Linked DNA regions of Anser cygnoides: region 1 is linked to region 2. The links are chromatin contacts, called in public Hi-C maps. All regions are on one chromosome and are shown on one strand. Each heading gives the region's core, a stretch centred on a gene start, on an enhancer-like site or on the middle of the called end of the contact. The rest is flanking DNA. Distances are from core to core; before and after follow the strand shown.

Evidence for each region. Hi-C and Micro-C count contacts between places; a contact is called where the count stands out from the background.
Region 1: a Hi-C map of liver shows a contact between it and region 2, with 17 times the contacts expected there. The contact joins the promoter of FGFR4 here to the enhancer-like site in region 2. A contact is called at or near these places in 2 of 7 Hi-C or Micro-C datasets (both in liver).

Annotation. Positions count from the first base shown.
Region 1 is chr14:9,309,234-9,314,503 of Taihu_goose_T2T_genome, forward strand. FGFR4 (fibroblast growth factor receptor 4) reads left to right here and starts at 1,753. Exons shown (of 18, transcript XM_067005405.1): 1 at 1,753-1,994; 2 at 2,438-2,531; 3 at 3,487-3,756; 4 at 3,849-3,938; 5 at 4,026-4,192; 6 at 4,289-4,412; 7 at 4,683-4,873; 8 at 4,979-5,117; 9 at 5,220-5,270. The coding sequence starts at 2,450.
Region 2 is chr14:9,274,584-9,279,488 of Taihu_goose_T2T_genome, forward strand. UIMC1 (ubiquitin interaction motif containing 1) reads right to left here. Exons shown (of 13, transcript XM_067005403.1): 5 at 4,335-4,905; 6 at 868-932. Among named protein-coding and RNA genes, the nearest start is that of HK3, 18 kb to the left of the region's middle. Within about 2 kb of position 2,833, at least 2 of the 3 cell types and tissues checked have open chromatin away from gene starts, as enhancers often do. A contact at or near this core is called in liver, where this site is marked.

The sequences.
Region 1 (5,270 bases), core at 503-3,002, 34 kb after region 2:
CAGCCCCTCGTGCGTGCTCGCTGCCGCGGGGCCCCGCACACGAGCGAGGCCATGGGTCCGGCTCCGTGCACGCAAACAGCAAATATCACCTCTCCTGGGTCGGGTTTGGGGCAGAGCGGGTCCCCCTGCCCCATCTGTACCGTGCCCACCACCCACCTATGGGCACCCCCTCCCCGGTCACCCTGCCGTGTCCAGCTCTCTGCAGCGCGGTGCCCAGGGGGACACGCACCCCTTGCGGTGCTGCGGCTGACGGGAGCAGCCCGGGGAGCAAAGGGGGGTGCAGGGGCAGGGCTGCCCCCATGGCACGGGGAGCCGGCGCTGGCACAATCCCCCCTTGTTGAGCTGCTGGCGTGGCGGAGGCCGTGGCGGTGCTGCCGGAGGCGGGCGGCAGGCGGTGGGCCGTGCTGCCGTGAAGGGCTTTTTGTTTGCCTTCAGTTGCTGTTATAAATCAAGCGAGGCAGCCCGAGCCCCCAGCCCCACAGCAGGGAGGGGAGCAGCTCCCTGCCGCCCGCAGCCCGTGCCCCCCCCACCCGGTCTCTGCGGGGATGCCCAGCGTGGCACGGGGCGAGCTGCCAGCGCGGGTCCCCTCGTCCTGCTCCTATCTGCCCGCCCTGCTCTGTCCCCGCTGCAGGGACCTGGATGGGGTTTAGGGTCTCTGTGCCCATCCCAGGCTCTGGGTCCCGTGGGCTCCCGGCTCTCCTCCAGCATTCCCAGCACTGGGAATGATCCCTTCCCACGCTCGCCCCGATCTCCCCTGGGGCTCCAGGGTTTTGTGCATCCATCCGCTGGGATCTGCTGCCCCCCAGCCCCTCCGCACCCCAGCACCCAGACCTGCCCCGAGCTGGGCTGCCTGGCACTGCCGGCTCCGCTTCGCCGAGGATTTCCCTGTCCTCCCAGTCTAGATGTGGTTTCGGTTCGAATCGAGCTGAACCCAACATTTTTTCCGTGTTTCCGGCACGCCGTGAGCTCTGCGGAGGCGGCTGCTGCCCCGTGAAATCGATGTTCCCGTCCGCTCCGCGTGCCGGCAGGAATGCACCGCGCCGAACAGCTGCCGGGGGCCGCGGGGGCTGCTCCGTGCTCCTCTGCGCCCCGGGGTGGGGGCAGCGCCCCGGGCGGGGGGCAGCGCGGGGTGGGTGACACCGCGGGTGACCGTGGCACCGCGCAGCCCTCGTGTGACACCGCCTCGTGCCGCGCTCGCTGTTCTCATGTGCTGGAGCCGTGCCCTGGCCTCGTGGCCCCGTGGGATGGGGGTGACGGGGGGGGACGGGGGGGGACGGGGGTGGCCGTGCCCCGCTCACAGCGGCACGGGGCTCGGGGCAGCGCAGCCCCACACCGAGCTGCGAAGCCCGCAGCCAGCCTGCGGCTGCGGGAGGGCTCTGGGGACCGGGGACCGGGTCCCCGTTACCGGCAGGGGATGGAGGAGGCGGCCGGGGGTCGCTCGCGGTGCCCGGGGTCCCCCCGGGGGGGTCCGGGAGGTGTTTATGGGCCGGATTAGGGCCGCCCGGGCCCCGGCTCGCAGCCCCGCGGTGTTTTTACGACGGGGCCTTATGGGCTCCTAATGGGGGTCACGCACGGCCGCTTTATGGCCCCGGCAGCGATAAGGCGGCGGCTAATTGCGGCGGCACCAATTAGCCCGCGGGTGCGCTGCCCCGCTGCCGGGAACGGCGCCCGGCAACGCTCGGGCACGGCTCGGGCTCGGTCCCGGGCTCGGTCCCGGGGGCGGGGCGGGGTCGGGGCCGCCCGCGGCGCGGTGTAACCCGAGCGCCGCCCTACAAAGTGCCCGCGCCCGCGGCGGCGGCAGAGCGCGGCCAAGGCGGCGGCGGAGCCAGCTCCAGGCCGGGGGCCGCCATGGGGACGGGGCGCTGAGCCCGGCACGGCTCGGCACGGCCCGGCCCGGCACGGCCCCGGAGGCGCCGGCGGCGGCGGCGGCGGACTTTGCCCGGGTCCTCCCCGCACCGCGCGGGCGGCTCCGCCGAGGGAGCCGCTCCCCGCCGGTAACGCCGCGACCCCCTCCCGCGACTCCCCCCCCCCTCCCCGCGATCCCTTCCCCCCCCCCCAATCCCTCCCCGCCGCCCCCATCCCTTCCCCGACCCCCATCCCTCCCCGCCGCCCCATCCGCGGGGCGCCGAGCCCGGGACCTCTCCCCGCGCCCCCCGCTCCTGCCGTCCCCTCCCCGTCCCCCCCCTCGGGTTAAGGCTACGGGCAGCCCCCCCCCCCCCCCCCCCCCCCCCATTTTTCCCAGTCCCCTCCCAGGTCCCCAAACCCCCGCAAGGTCCCTGCGGTCGCGGGGACTGGCGCTGCCCCGGTCGGGGCCGTGCCGTCGGGGCTCCGCGCAGCCCTCCGGTCCCGGCCCGGCCCGTCCCTCACCGGGTCCGGGCGCGGCCCGGCTCCCCCCGGGGGCGCGCAGCCCCCTGACCGCGCTGCCGGTGCCTTGCAGGAGGCCGGCAAGATGCGGCCGCTCTGGCACGTCCTGGCCGGGCTGCTGCTGGCGGCTCGGCCCGCCGCCTCCCGCCGTGGGGCGATGGAGACAGGTACGGGGCCGGAGGGGGGGGACTCGGGGCTCGGGAGAGGGGGCTTCGGGGTTGGGGTGGCGTCTTTGGCTCCGGCACCCCGCCGAGACCCCCGTGCTGCCCGCCGGTGGTGGGCTTGACTGGGTGCGAGAGCGGGTGGCTGGGAGGCACCTTGCACCCAGCGCGGCTGGGGTGGGATCTGCGGCCACGCTGGGGGGTTTCTGGGGCGGTGAGGCTGCTTTCGGTGGTCTTTGCGTGTTGGCTCGATGTTGGCTCGGTCCCCAAGGCCCACGGCGTGCGGGCAGCCCAGTGGCGTGGCCGGGGTTGGTGCAGCAGCGGTCAGGCGATGCTGGGCGGTTGGGTCGTTCCCGCTCTGGATGTGCACACGTGTGCTGACAGCCGCAGCGCTCGGGGCTCGGGGACGTTGCACGGGACACGCAGGCAGGGGCTGCGGGGCTGCCGTGCTCGGAGCTGCGGGGCTTTGGGTCCTGGCATCTCCTCCGCTTCGGGTCCAAGCATCACCACTCCGACGCTGTGCTGGGACAGCAAGGGCTGTCTGTACTGCGGTCTGCTCCAGGCAGACCAGAACAGAACAGAATAATTCTTTGGTGCTGGCTTTTCCAGCAGCCCTGTGGGGAGGGTGGCCAGGAGGGTTTGATGCTGAGGGCACCCGTTCCCTTCCCGTTCCCAGCGCAGCAGGATGGGCTTGGGCACCCTGTGCCTGCAGGAGTGGCCCCCCCGAAAGGAGTTTGGCATTGTGTGGCCTTGGACAGGGACACGCCAGTGCCAGGCAGCCGCTGGGGAAGCCTCGTCCCCGTGCCCGAGGGCAGAGTCCAGCCCTCGCCCGTGTCCGCAGCCGAGCACCGGGCCACGTCGTGCCGTGTGCTCCGTGCGCCGGGCGGGTGTGTGGCGGGGCCATGCTGTCGGGGGGGAGAGCACCGTGCCTGGCGCTCAGCGCGTCTCTCCTGGGCTGCAGAGCTGTTTGAGAGTCCCTTGCTGGAGTCGGAGGAGGAACATCTCCTGCTGGACCCAGGCAATGTGCTGAAGCTGTACTGCGACGCCAACCACAGCGGTGCCAGCGTGGTCTGGTACAAGGAGTCCAGGCCACTTGTCCCGGGGGGCCGCGTCCATCTCCAGCAGAGCTTGTTGGAGATCTCCGAGGTCGCCTACGAGGACTCGGGGCTCTACGTGTGCCGGGCACGGGGCACTGGGGAGATCCTGCGCAACTTCACCATCTCCGTCGTGGGTGAGAGCCCAGGGCAGCGCTGGGGGGAGCGCGCCCCCGCTTCCCTGGTCCTGCGGACGGGGGCATCCCTCACAACCTGCCTCCCCTCGCAGACTCGCTGGCGTCGGGCGATGACGACGAAGACAGCGATGGGGACGGTCCCCACGGAGACCGCAGCGAGGAGCCCGTCTACGTGCACAGAGGTGAGTGCTGCCCTGGGCAGGGCCGAGCTGGGCTGCCTGGCGCTGTGCCGCGCGCCCCGTCCCACGGCACGCCACGTCTGCCCCCAGCGCCGTACTGGACCCACCCGCACCGGATGGACAAGAAGCTGTACGCCGTCCCCGCGGGGAACACCGTCAAGTTTCGCTGCCCGGCCTCGGGCAGCCCCAGCCCCAGCATCCGCTGGTTCAAGAACGGGCGCGAGTTCCGGGGGGAGCACCGCATCGGGGGCATCCGGGTAAGGTCCCCATTCCCCCTGCTCCTGGCATCCCGCTCAGCAGCGGCTCTGTTGAGCTGACCCCGTTCCTCCCCCCGCCTCTCCTCCCCGCTGCAGCTCCGGCACCAGCACTGGAGCCTGGTCATGGAGAGCGTGGTGCCCTCCGATCGCGGCAACTACACCTGCCTGGTGGAGAACAGGTTTGGGAGCATCCGCTACAGCTACCTGCTGGACGTGCTGGGTGAGGGCTCTGCTGGCGGCGCTGCTCCCGGGTCTCCGCTCGCATAGTGCCTGGGAGCGGGGACAGGCTTGGGGGAATGGGGTGGAGGAGCCCGTGCTCAGCTCCTCTCTGCCTGAGCATCCCTTGCACCCGAGAGACGTGGGGACAAGGCACCAGCTGGGGTCACCGTGGGTCCCTGGGGGTTCACGGAGGGTGGGGAGGCAGCGGTGTGACCCCTCTGCGGGTGCCGCGGGCCACGCGGGTGATGCTGCTCTGCTGTCCCGGGTGCAGAGAGGTCCCCGCACCGGCCCATCCTGCAGGCAGGGCTCCCCGCCAACACCACCGCCCTGGTGGGCAGCGACGTGGAGTTCTTCTGCAAGGTCTACAGCGACGCCCAGCCCCACATCCAGTGGCTGAAGCACATCGAGGTGAACGGCAGCAGCTACGGCCCCGACGGGGTGCCCTACGTGCAAGTGCTCAAGGTAGCGGCCGGGCCCCCCTGGTGCTCCCCCCCCGGAGGGGTGACGGGGGGCACGCAGAGCCCGTCCCCGTGGGGGGATGCTCAAGGTCCTTGGCTCTGCCGGCAGACCGCGGATATCAACAGCTCGGAGGTGGAGGTGCTGTACCTGCGCAACGTCTCCATGGAGGACGCGGGCGAGTACACCTGCCTGGCGGGGAACTCCATCGGCCTCTCCTACCAGTCGGCCTGGCTCACCGTGCTCCCAGGTAGGGCTGGGGGGGGGTCGGGGAGCACCGTGAGGCTGGTCGGGGCTGGGGGCGGCCCTGGGTGTTGCGGGGACTGCAGGCTGACGCCTCCTCTCCCTCCAGAAGAGGAGCTGGTGCGGGAGGCCGAGGCCCCCGAGGCCAAGTACACGGACA
Region 2 (4,905 bases), core at 1,583-4,082:
GTGCAAGCAACAGCAGGTTGTTATTAACCACTCGGGCCAATGCTGTTAGACCTAAGAAAAGTTGGCAGTTTTGTTTCAAAACAGGTTTCAATTTTAAAACCCAGCCAATAAAAAAACCTACGACATTGTCTGCCCTCTCTTGCAACTTGCTCCTTGAATCCTCTCCCTTTTGACCTTCTCACAGCCTTCATTGCAGAACTGCATCCCCCAGGAAGTAAAGAAAAAAAAGGGGGAAAAAAAAGACTAGGCTTAAATCTGAAGAAAATCATGTTGACTTGTCCCACACCTGTCATCTGCTGAAGTGGCTTTTCTGGAGCACTGCACTCTATCTTTGGCTGATAGGCAGTGCCGTCTGGCTTCCTCCTCCCTTCTTTCCTCTTCAGCAGCAAGGCAAGAATATAAAAATACACACAGAAATTCTGTAAACCATTCACCATGCTGCATATGTGCCTTCAAAGGCAGAGCATGTGATCACGCTGCTGTAACTCACCTTTAGCTCACCTACCCATCTCCACAGCTTTACTGTACCGTGTCAAATTAGCTTCAGAGGGTAAGGATCAAGCCCTCTTACTTGCACAAGGATGTACTCACACGTTTTAGAGAGCAAGAACAATAACTGATCCCTTCTCCCCAGTTGTGCCTCTCCTCCCTCCCTCGCTGCTCCAGAGCCGTGTATTTCCAGGGACAGGTCCGAGCAGCAGCTGCGCGCAGCCCTTCCAGCAGGACCTGCTGCTGGAGGCTCCACGGCTCCCAGGGCTTCAGCAAGCCCCACGCAGACCGTGCCCCAAACTGCTCCCGGTGAGAGGATGAGTCCACGTCCCCAGGGCGAGCCCACGGACCTGGTACACTGAATTCCCCCCTCCTCACCTCTGTGCAGTCTGCATGGGTTCCCCGTCTCCGCGTACATCCTCTGCAGACAGCACCTGGGAGGCCTGGAAAAGAAAGAGAACTCTGATATTGTATAAAGCAACACACACAGCTAACCAGGCCAGACAGGCTCTGCTGGGTCATCAAGTTCTGCGTGCAGCACGTTTTTTCTTTTTTGTTTTTTTTCCAGAAACGGCTAAGTATCTGTCCTGAACTTGTCAGCTTTTTGCCTCCATTACTCCTTTCGGTAAGGAGCTCAGCAGCGCTCTGCAACAATGCCTGGCAGTACTTTTTGCTGCCTAGCTGTATTCCTGGACATCCCGTGTCCGTCTGTTCTCAACCTTGTCCTTCACGTTCACAGTCTCTGCCTGTTCCCAGCGCCTATCCCGACGGTGGCAGCGATCACAGCCCTTGCCCAGCTCCGTTTGTGCTGAGCAGAACAACCCAGGGCTCTCAGTGTCTTCAAGCACTCCAGCAGCCCTCACCCACCCCGCTTTCAGATCCATTTGCCTGAGTTTGGATGACCTGATCAACTGGTACAGCTGCTGGTTGACCACGAGAAGTACTTTTCTGAGATTCCTACAGATAAAATCTGTTGCATTTTTCTCGGCGGGGTAATCAGCTGTCCTATCAAAGGGAGGGAACAGATTAACCTGCACAATCTGCAGCTGGTAAATCCATGTGCATTTTATCCCATTTTTCATTTACCTCTGTGACTCCACTTATTCTCTCCTTTAAAATTTGTTCAAAAGCCTTGTGCGTTGCCAAGGTCAGGCTAACATGTCAGTCATTACCCGGCTCCCTTTCTTCTTCCTCAGTGTACACATTACGCTTGCCATTCTCTAATCAGATGGAATTACAGCGGTTTATTAGCAGTCCTCGCTGGCAGGCCTGCGATTTCTCATGCCATTTCTCCAAGAAATCCAAGGGGTTTTTCTCCCTCCTCCTCTCAGGGTTTGATTTCTTCCATAGGTTTCAACTTCGATCAGCCCCAGTACTAGATGGCTGCTGCGCTTCCCCAGCAAGCCCCAACGCAAAGCCTCTTGCCAGATTTCCCTAAAGTGACTCCAGCCCCAAAATATTCTGTTTCATCTACACTGTTCTTTATTTCTTCACAGCCTAACACATCATTAACATAAAATACCACACCTCCTCCTTTACTTTGTGTTGTTGTCGTCGTTGAACTGCACGGATCTGAAGAACCACAAACCCTGCTCACAAACACCGTGCCACAATCCCGTTTTTCCTCCTGTATATGTTTTAAGGTACGGCACTAATTCAGGTCACCGGATTCTAATTCTCCAGAATTGGGTCGTTTTCTTCTGAATCTTTTAAGAGGCCACGAGTCCCCTGACCTTGTTTGAAAGGCTACGAAGGAATTTATGCTATTGGCACTGAGGTTTGTCAGGGCAGGTTCGCGGGCCAGGAGATGTCTCGAAGACGACGACCGCTCAGGTTGCCCATTGCCGTGGTGGAAGGTCGCTGCCCACTGCAGGCGAGGGGTTTCAGAGCAGGGCTACAGACCTCGCTGGCACACCACGAGGCTTTTTCAAGGGCAGCTGTGAGCCCGCAGGGATGGTTTCTGGCCTCGGCACAGCCCCAGACCTCCCACTGTCCCCACCGGCAAAGCAGCCCCTGGCGGCACTGGGACCGAGCCACGCAGCACATCGGGGACAGCGCTGCCCTGTGCCTGTCCTTCGTCACCGCCGGTGGAATTGTATTTGATAGAGGGAAAAAAATGGAGGCAAGGCACAAGCAAACATCAAACATATCGATCCTGCAAGTAAATCACCTGCGCTGGCCTCAGCATGCGACTGCGCAGAGAGGCGAAAGGAGAAGGGAGCAACCTCTCGAGCCAGGAGCGATAAGGCAGATGAAAGGTATTTAGAAATCCTTTTCTCTCCTGTAAATAGAAGACTGGCAAATTTTTGCCCGGGGTTGAAATTTTCAAGCTTGCTCCTCCCCTTGGTTTTTCACCTTAAAAATATCAGGAAGACTAAATCTCCATACACTTACAGCTCCTTAGGAGAGCTCTTGTGGTCAGGATGAGTACATTACAAGTTCCCACTCAGCACCACTAAAACCACTTTCTCCCCAAGAATTAATTAAGCATTAGCATTACACGGATAATAAGAGAAAAAAACACTCATATTTTTCAATACTAATTAAAAGTTCATGCCCCTCCCAGCTGCTGTAGCTTCCCCAGGGTTTTAGCGCACACAGCCGTAGATCTGCAGCCACCCCAATCTGCCGGAGCACCAAGACTTCAATTTCCAAAGAAAAAGACAGGGAGGGGAAAAAAAAAAGAAAAACACAGTTTGCCTTAAGAACCCTTCAGATCGTTTGTAACCATCCAAAAGAAATGAAAAAGGCGCAAGTCTGCCTCTTTCCTCTGCAGGTCACCTCTAAGGCTTGTTTAAATCTGTATCCGCTAAACCCAGCCAAAGCACTGTCACGACAAGTCACTTTTCAGCACAGGCTGCTCTGCACTTTTTCTGCAACCAGAAAATGCAGACATGACGTTTTTCTTAAGTGTTCAATATTACAAGACAGAATATAAATATCACAAAACAAGTTAAGTATCTTTCTAACACCAGGGTAAATGATCAAATACACTTGAAAACAGGAACAACAGAGCCGAGGCTTCAGTCATAGAGAAGATAAAGTTATACAATGATCCGGGAGTGAAGTCATTATGAAAAATGAGGGTTGGAAAAGGCTGACACAAACCTAAAATACAGCAGTAATAAATACTTCATCTGACTAGCAATCTGTTTAAACTTAGCAGTGACAGAAAGCTGCCTTCCGCTCCAGCGAGAGAGCCCTGACAGAGACAGAGGCTGACACCTAGCGTCTACCAGACCCAACAAGCAGGCACGGACAGAAGGTGCCGAGGCACGGGAGCAAGGACAGCGAGCGCTGCTGCCGCGACAGATCACCCCAGGCAGGCAGAACACACGTGCATGCGTGCCCAGCCCGTCACAGCTGCAACCAGAGCACCACGAGGGAAAAGAGCACCCGCAGGAGCGAAGCACTCACAAAACGGGGAGGCAAAAAGGAAAGGCCGCAGTGCAAGGAAAGCAGCCACGTTTCTGTCTGCGGAGGAAAACACAGAGCTCCTCACGCGGCCACAGGTTTCTAAGCTGGTTTGCCAGAGCGTTGTCTCGGTGCCCTGACGCCCTGCCAGGCTACACCCCTCTGAGAAGGAAGTGTCAGCTGGAAGTCTTTATCTCAGTGGTGCAGTGATGGACAGCTGCCAGGCTGCATGATGCCCCCACCACTTCTGAGCCGGGAAATCAGCCTGCAGGCTTTTCCTCTCCCTTTCACGGCAAGCTGGGTGGCTGGGGGAGGCAGCCCCTAAATTTAAGAGGAATGCTTATCAGCGGCGCCTGCTTTGCAGAAGGGACTGAATCCTAAAATGGAGGGAAGAGCACGACTGCTGAACCGCTGCTCATCAGAGCTCTTACCTGGCAGTAGCTCGTGGTCGGTTCGTCATCGGAAGTGGAGTTCTTCTCTTCTTCCATGTTGTGCCCTGGACTCTCTGCCTCCCTCCTCTTCGAAGGGAGGAGCCAGGTGATGCTCTCGCACTCCTTCTGCATGTCTGGGTCTCCATCTTCAGTATCATCAGCGACCCCATTCTCTCTACCTATCTGCTCTCCCTTCCCAAGCTCGTTTAGGCTCAAGGAAGAAGAACTGGGCACGACCGGGTTACCAAACTCCTTCTTATGCAACAGCTGCCTCTGAGCCTGCTTCAGGCTCTTCTGGTACACCTCCAGCTGGCACAAGATGACTTTGGTGTACTGGTTGGGGTCCACCCCCTTGGGGCAGAAGGGGATGCCCCAGTAATAGTGTACTGTGTCTCTCGCCTCCTCCTGCTTGTGCTTCTCCTCCGCCACATTTGGCATGCAAACCTCAGGGGAACTGTCAGGCACCTCCTTCTGCTCTGTGGAAGCACAGGCTCCGGCAGCGTGCCTGGGCTGTGAGGTGTGTTTGGGACCTGCCCCTCCACCGCTCCTCCTGGGACTGCCACCCTCCTCC